2 separate regions of the Pan troglodytes genome follow, and region 2 is linked to region 1. Evidence: chromatin contacts called from public Hi-C data. All regions are on one chromosome and are shown on one strand. The core of a region is the stretch at or near the end of the contact, and the rest is flanking DNA. Distances in the headings are between cores, read along the strand shown.

The links. Hi-C and Micro-C count contacts between places; a contact is called where the count stands out from the background.
Region 2: a Hi-C map of induced pluripotent stem cells shows a contact between it and region 1, with 1.8 times the contacts expected there. The contact joins the enhancer-like site here to the promoter of CEBPB in region 1. A contact is called at or near these places in 1 of 7 Hi-C or Micro-C datasets (induced pluripotent stem cells) and 1 of 1 datasets of contacts at active chromatin or transcription factors (stem cell-derived excitatory neurons).

Annotation. Positions count from the first base shown.
Region 1 is chr21:56,476,040-56,479,960 of NHGRI_mPanTro3-v2.0_pri, forward strand. It overlaps CEBPB (CCAAT enhancer binding protein beta), which reads left to right and starts at 1,845. Exons shown (of 1, transcript XM_525353.8): 1 at 1,845-3,921. The coding sequence starts at 2,298. The coding sequence ends at 3,335.
Region 2 is chr21:56,646,975-56,650,895 of NHGRI_mPanTro3-v2.0_pri, forward strand. No RefSeq gene overlaps it. Among named protein-coding and RNA genes, the nearest start is that of PELATON, 94 kb to the left of the region's middle. Within about 2 kb of position 2,012, at least 1 of the 24 cell types and tissues checked has an H3K27ac peak or open chromatin away from gene starts, as enhancers often do. A contact at or near this core is called in induced pluripotent stem cells, where this site is marked.

The DNA.
Region 1 (3,921 bases), core at 595-3,094:
TTTCCTGGAGGAGGCAGCTTTTGGGCTGAGACCTGAGGAGCTGCCTTGGGCAGAGGTGGGGTGACAGTGTTCTTGGTGCACAGGGAACAGCAAATGCATTCCTTCACTGGTAAATGTTGAGCGTGCTGTGCTCAGGAGTCCCTCGTGGGCCAGCCCTCCCCAAGTGGCAGCCTGCAGGGAGACTGAGGTAGACAGCTAGGATAATGGTGGCTGGCGATAGGGAAGGAAATCACTAGCAGGTGGGACAGGGAGGGCCTCTCAGAAGCCGTGGCCTCTAGCTCAGCCCTGAGTGTCCCATTTTGCAGTGAGGAAGGGCTGGTCGGGTGGCCCTGGGGAAGCTGCCGCACCCCTCTGGGCCTTGATCCCTCCCCAGCCCAGAGGCTGCTGGGAAGACCCAGAAAGCCAGCAGGCTGGGCCAGTGTTTTATCCCCTCCCTCCCTGCCTCCTACCCACCAAGGGTGCCCAGAGATGTCATTTCTCCAGCTCTTGGGGGCGGAGGTCACCCCAGCTCAGCAGATAACACCGAAGGTTGAGCAATGCCCGCCTGCCCGCTGGGGCCAGGGCTGGGGTCAGTGGGCTGGGGGTCAGCCCCGGGTAGGCTGGGAGCTCCTGCCTAGGTGGCCTGGGCTAGGAGTGGCAGAGAGGTGGGCCCAGGGAGCTGCCCCAATGGCCTAGGAATGGGTCCGGGAGGGCAAAGGGCCCTCTAACCTGAGCCTACCCAGCAGAGGCGGGCAAGTGGTCAGAAGGCCTTGGGCCTGTGTTCAAGTCCAGGCAGGCCGTTGTCGCTTTCCCATCTGTGAAATGGCAGCAACAAAAGCATCTTTCTGGTGGGGTGAAAAAAGTTGAACCTCGGGGTCCAGGCCCACCCTGAGCACAGGGCAGGGACTTGGTAAAAACTTATCTTTCTCTTTCCTTCTCTTTCCTGCATACCACCCCCCTCCCGTGAGGCCTCGCTTAAGTCCCTCCCTAGCAACTTCAGAAACAGAAGTTTTTGGCCTCTGGGACTGGCAATAGGTCTTAGGGCTCAGATGAGGGCATTTCGTTTGGGATGAACGGGGGACATGCGGCCATGTGACCTTGGTATGCCATGCCATGCTCCCTCTGGGCCTCCACTGGCACAATCCGTGGGGGTCCCTTTCTCTCTGATGTGCAGCCCACAACGTAAGCCTTAGTTTGGGAGTCTGGTGGGAACAATGCCACCACCACTAACAGTAGCGACACCCTTCATGGATTGCAGCTGGGAGAAGTGAAGTGACTCACCCAAGGTCACACAGTGTGGCAGGGCCGAGCACCCCCCGCCCCTGCCCCATCCCAGGGCCCAGGTCGGGTGGCGCGGCGCGGGGCAAGAGAAGACCCGGGCGTGTCCAAGCCTGGAGCAGGCGGCAGGTGTGGTGGGCGGGGCTAGGGGCGGGGCTCCGTGGACCAGGGTCCAGCCCCAAGCGGAGCGCGATCCTGCCCGGTCGCCCCGACCCCCGGGGTCCTCATATTGGCGGTGGCTTAAGAGGGGAGTCGTCACAGGCGTGGAGTCTTCTTTTTAAAGCCGGGGACCTGGGGAGGAGGTGGGAGTTTACGGGAGGAATGGCCACGGAGATGGGTAGCTTCTCCTGGAGCTAGAGCTGCGGGCTGGGGTCTCCAGGGTTCGGCCCGGGGAGCCGACCCTGGTCGGCCGTCGGGGCTCTGCTCGGCCCTCCTGAAACCTCCGCCTCCTCCAGCAGGGGGCGGGCCGGGGCCGCGTCTCGGGGGGAAGGCGATCAGGTCGCCCCCTCCTCCGATTCCCCCGCCTTCCAGGACAGCCTCCAGCCCAGAGGGGCGGTCCGGGGGCGGGGTCGCACCGCCCCCTCTCGCTCCCAATCCCGGGGCGGCCGGGCGGGGGTGGGCAGGGGGCGTGAGGCCGCCCCCTGCGTTCCGGGGGCCCCCCGAAAACGCGCTCCGGGTGCCCGGTCCCTCCGCTGCGCCCTGCCGCCGTCCTCCCGGGGGTCTCAGGCGGCCGCGGCCGTGTCCTTCGCGTCCCGGCGGCGCGGCGGGAGGGGCCGGCGTGACGCAGCGGTTGCTACGGGCCGCCCTTATAAATAACCGGGCTCAGGAGAAACTTTAGCGAGTCAGAGCCGCGCACGGGACTGGGAAGGGGACCCACCCGAGGGTCCAGCCACCAGCCCCCGCACTAATAGCGGCCACCCCAGCAGCGGCGGCAGCAGCAGCAGCGACGCAGCGGCGACAGCTCAGAGCAGGGAGGCCGCGCCACCTGCGGGCCGGCCGGAGCGGGCAGCCCCAGGCCCCCTCCCCGGGCACCCGCGTTCATGCAACGCCTGGTGGCCTGGGACCCAGCATGTCTCCCCCTGCCGCCGCCGCCGCCTGCCTTTAAATCCATGGAAGTGGCCAACTTCTACTACGAGGCGGACTGCTTGGCTGCTGCGTACGGCGGCAAGGCGGCCCCCGCGGCGCCCCCCGCGGCCAGACCCGGGCCGCGCCCCCCCGCCGGCGAGCTGGGCAGCATCGGCGACCACGAGCGCGCCATCGACTTCAGCCCGTACCTGGAGCCGCTGGGCGCGCCGCAGGCCCCGGCGCCCGCCACGGCCACGGACACCTTCGAGGCGGCTCCGCCCGCGCCCGCCCCCGCGCCCGCCTCCTCCGGGCAGCACCACGACTTCCTCTCCGACCTCTTCTCCGACGACTACGGGGGCAAGAACTGCAAGAAGCCGGCCGAGTACGGCTACGTGAGCCTGGGGCGCCTGGGGGCCGCCAAGGGCGCGCTGCACCCCGGCTGCTTCGCGCCCCTGCACCCACCGCCCCCGCCGCCGCCGCCGCCCGCCGAGCTCAAGGCGGAGCCGGGCTTCGAGCCCGCGGACTGCAAGCGGAAGGAGGAGGCCGGGGCGCCGGGCGGCGGCGCAGGCATGGCGGCGGGCTTCCCGTACGCGCTGCGCGCTTACCTCGGCTACCAGGCGGTGCCGAGCGGCAGCAGCGGGAGCCTCTCCACGTCCTCGTCGTCCAGCCCGCCCGGCACGCCGAGCCCCGCTGACGCCAAGGCGCCCCCGACCGCCTGCTACGCGGGGGCCGCGCCGGCGCCCTCGCAGGTCAAGAGCAAGGCCAAGAAGACCGTGGACAAGCACAGCGACGAGTACAAGATCCGGCGCGAGCGCAACAACATCGCGGTGCGCAAGAGCCGCGACAAGGCCAAGATGCGCAACCTGGAGACGCAGCACAAGGTCCTGGAGCTCACGGCCGAGAACGAGCGTCTGCAGAAGAAGGTGGAGCAGCTGTCGCGCGAGCTCAGCACCCTGCGGAACTTGTTCAAGCAGCTGCCCGAGCCCCTGCTCGCCTCCTCCGGCCACTGCTAGCGCGGCCCCCGCGCGCGTCCCCCTGCCGGCCGGGGCTGAGACTCCGGGGAGCGCCCGCGCCCGCGCCCTCGCCCGCGCCCTCGCCCCCGCCCCCGGCGGCGCCGGCAAAACTTTGGCACTGGGGCACTTGGCAGCGCGGGGAGCCCGTCGGTAATTTTAATATTTTATTATATATATATATCTATATTTTTGTCCAAACCAACCGCACATGCAGATGGGGCTCCCGCCCGTGGTGTTATTTAAAGAAGAAACGTCTATGTGTACAGATGAATGATAAACTCTCTGCTTCTCCCTCTGCCCCTCTCCAGGCGCCGGCGGGCGGGCCGGTTTCGAAGTTGATGCAATCGGTTTAAACATGGCTGAACGCGTGTGTACACGGGACTGACGCAACCCACGTGTAACTGTCAGCCGGGCCCTGAGTAATCGCTTAAAGATGTTCCTACGGGCTTGTTGCTGTTGATGTTTTGTTTTGTTTTGTTTTTTGGTCTTTTTTTTGTATTATAAAAAATAATCTATTTCTATGAGAAAAGAGGCGTCTGTATATTTTGGGAATCTTTTCCGTTTCAAGCATTAAATAAGAACACTT
Region 2 (3,921 bases), core at 762-3,261, 170 kb after region 1:
ACAGAGGGACTAGAATGTGTAAATGTCTGGTGGACAGAAACTGAAGGTCATTTCACTGGAGCTGCAGGTCAAAGGAGCAGATATTGGAAGTGGTGATGAGACAGGAGAGCTGGCCAGGGGCCCTGTGGCCACAGAGAGGAGTCTGGGCTTTTTCTTGAGTGAGTGGGAGTCACAGAAGGTCGTAGGCAGAGGAAGGAATGTGGAGAAGAGAGTGGGTGAGGCTGGAAGCAGGAGGAGCAGAGAAGGGGCGATGGCCACAGTCCATGGGTGAGAGGGAGGAGCCTGGCCCAGGGCTTGGCCAGGGAGGTGAGGAGATGTGGTTGGATATAGGAGATATTTAGGGCGTAAACCCCACAGTTACGATGGTGTAGATGTGGAAGGTGAGAGGGGAGCATCACGGACGACGTCCGTGTCGCCTCAGTCAGGAACCCATCCAGGACCTGCCCCCATGTCCCCCAAGAGCCTTCTATGCGGGGGCACCACTTCCAATATCTGCTCCTTTGACCTGCAGCTCCAGTGAAATGACCTTCAGTTTCTGTCCACCAGACATTTACACATTCTAGTCCCTCTATCTGCACTATTTTTTTATTTGTAATAATTGAGGTGAAATTCATGTGACATGCGATTAAACATTTTAAAGTGAACAACTCAGTGGCATTTAGGACATTCACTACGTTGGGTACCCCGTATCCTGGCACTATTTTTGCTGATCCTCCTTTTCATCCTTTCAGGGACCCAGCTCTGTGCCTCCCTCCTCAGGGGCTCTGCCTCCCCCAAGGCTCTGTAAGGGGTGGTCTTGGCACTCCCATGACCTTCTGTGTGACCTCTGGCTAATCTCTTGGCCTCTCTGGGCCTGTTTCTGGGGCATCTTTGTCTACTCTTCCGGGAGGAGTGAGAGGCACAGGAAACCACCGCCCAGGCAGAGGACCTTGAAGAACCTGTCCTGCAGGGTGAGGCCCTCACCCGCCCCTCCTGGGGTACTCAGCAGGTGAGGGGGCAGCCTGGGCAAGAGACCCAGCTCCACCACGCCCTGCACGGCTGACTGGCCTCTGCTCACCTGAGGGACGCTGGGGTCCAATCCTCCAACCCCAGGGGCTGTGCCCCCAGGCCCAGTCTGGGATTCTGAGCCTCACACTCTGGCCAGGCCTGGGGGATGAACACCCTCCCTCAGCAGCCTGGGGTCAAGGGCATGAGGGCTGGAGCCAGGGCCTTGGGGCAAATCCCAGCTCTGCCCCTTCCTGCTGAGCTGCCTTACGCAAGTGACTCAACCTCTCTGATGCTCAAAGAAAGAGATCTGTCATGGAGGCTACATCCCACACAAGTGGGGCTTTTCCACACGAGGTGGGTATGAGTCCCGGTTCACACACTGGCACTGTGGAGTTTCTTCGTGTTTTCACAAATGGAACTGATTTTCCATCTTGTGTCGTGGTTATGCCAGGCTGGAGGAGGCTTCATCTGACGGTGATTCCCACCCTCGCCACCACCCCACTCCACTTTTCCTGGGAAGGCTCTGGGTCCCCAGGCCTTTCATGAGGCCAAGGTGTTGGGGATAGGAATGAGGACAGAGGCACTGGTGTTGGGTGTCGTCTTCCCACCAGGCATTGCCTGACACAGGCTGGCCCCCACCTGAGGCCCTGCGTGGATCTGTGCCTGCCCCTTCTCCATTGCCCCTGGTCCTGGGGGTCAATTGGCTGCTTCCTGGCTACTTCAAGGGCTGGTTGGAGGCTGCCTTTCCAGAATCCTGGAAAAGCTGCTTCTACCTGAGGTTCTGGGCCTCACTGGGCTCAGCCCCAGGCTGGGGGCCACCCCTGACACCCCGTCTCTGTACCTATCCTGCGACCCTGGCTCTGGTTCTGGGTAGGGGAACCTTGCTCTCGGCAAGACGTGAGTTCTTCCTGCTCTTCTCAACTTTTGAAACTCAAGAGCCAGGAAGCCTCCTGGGATCCCCGTACTTGGTGTCCCAGCCCTTCCCGGAGGCACTGAGTACAGACTTACAGTGGGGAAGGGGGGAAGGGAGAAAGGAAGAGAGCAGGGGCCAAGCAGGGTGCAGGGCAGGGAAGACAGGCGCTGAGAACAGACTTACAGCGGGGAAGGGCGGAAGGGAGAAAGGAAGAGAGCAGGGGCCTAGGTGGGTGCAGGGCAGGGAAGAGAGGCCAGTTCTGCAGCCTCCCCAGACAGTGGCCCTCGGGATCCCTTTACATTTTAAAAAACTGCTGAGAACCCCAAGGAGCTCTTGCTTGTGTGGATTCTATCAGTCGATACTCATGTTAGAAATGAAAACTAAGAAATATATAACATATTTATTTATTCACTCAAATGTAATAATAAATCCATTACATGAACATAACATTTTTATAATAAATACCTATGCATTTTAAAATGGACAAATTTAATGAGAAAAGTGGCATTTGTGGGGTTGTGGATATTTCTGCATCTCTCTGTAACAGCTGGCCTCTGGGGGACAGCGGGTCCTCACACTTGCTTCTGCAGTGGATCTGCTGTGAGACTTTGTTTAGGATGAAGTACCTGAGAAAACCTGGCTTCCAAAGGCACATCGTTGGAGAAAGGGAGGATATTGTCACATTGTGAAATGTATATTGAGACGGAGTCTCACTCTGTCGCCCAGGCTGGAGTGCAGTGGCGTAATCTCGGCTCACTGCAGCCTCCGGCTCCTGGGTTCAAGTGATTCTCCTGCCTCAGCCTCCCGAGTAGCTGGGATTACAGACATCTGCTGCCATGCCTGGCTAATTTTGGTATTTTTAGTAGAAATGGAGTTTCACCATGTTGGCCAGGCTGGTCTCTAACTCCCGACCTCAGGTGATTTGCCTGCCTCGGCCTCCCAGAGTGCTGGGATTACAGGCATGAGCCACTACACCCAGCCATGAATAGTCTTTAATGCTACACAAAAACTAATCAGTGGTAATGTCTTAAATTCAGATGCAATGTGGAATCTAAACATCTATCAGTGAACTTTTCAAACTCTTTAAACTCAGGTGAGAATGAGAGTAAACAGGGTAAATAATCCTACGAACCCCTTGAATGGGTCTTGGGGACCCCTAGGGATCTTCGGACCACACTTTTAGAACTGTTGTGTTCTCTACAAAGGACACGAACTCATCATTTTTTATGGCTGCATAGTATTCCATGGTGTATATGTGCCACATTTTCTTAATCCAGTCTATCATTGTTGGACATTTGGGTTGGTTCCAAGTCTTTGCTATTGTGAATAGTGCCGCAATAAACATACGTGTGCATGTGTCTTTATAGCAGCATGATTTATAATCCTTTGGGTATATACCCAGTAATGGGATTGCTGGGTCAAATGGTATTTCTAGGGACATGGATGAAGCTGGAAACCATCATTCTCAGCAAACTATCGCAAGGACAAAAAACCAAACACCGCATGTTCTCACTCATAGGTGGGAATTGAACAGTGAGAACACATGGACACAGGAAGGGGAACATCACACATCGGGCCTGTTGTGAGGTGGGGGGAGGGGGGAGGGATAGCATTTGGAGATATACCTAATGTTAAATGACGAGTTACTGGGTGCAGCACACCAACATGGCACATGTATACATATGTAACTAACCTGCACGTTGTGCACATGTACCCTAAAACTTAAAGTACAATAATAATAAAAAAAAAGAACTGTTGTGTTCTCAAAGAGAAGTATCCCAGCAGTCAGAAAGCTGCTGGTTGACCCCCACCAGGGACATACCAGGGTATGATGAAGAATGCAGGTTCAATTCCCATTTCTGCTGCTTCCTGGCTGTGTGTCTCTGGGGAGGTCACTGCTTCTCTAAGTCTCAATGTCTTCATTTCTAAAATGGTGATAAGAAGACCTACCTTACAGGCTTGTGGTCAGGACCCATGAAAAGCAGGGTGTGAATGCAAAGCCCTTGCTCATATATGTTCCT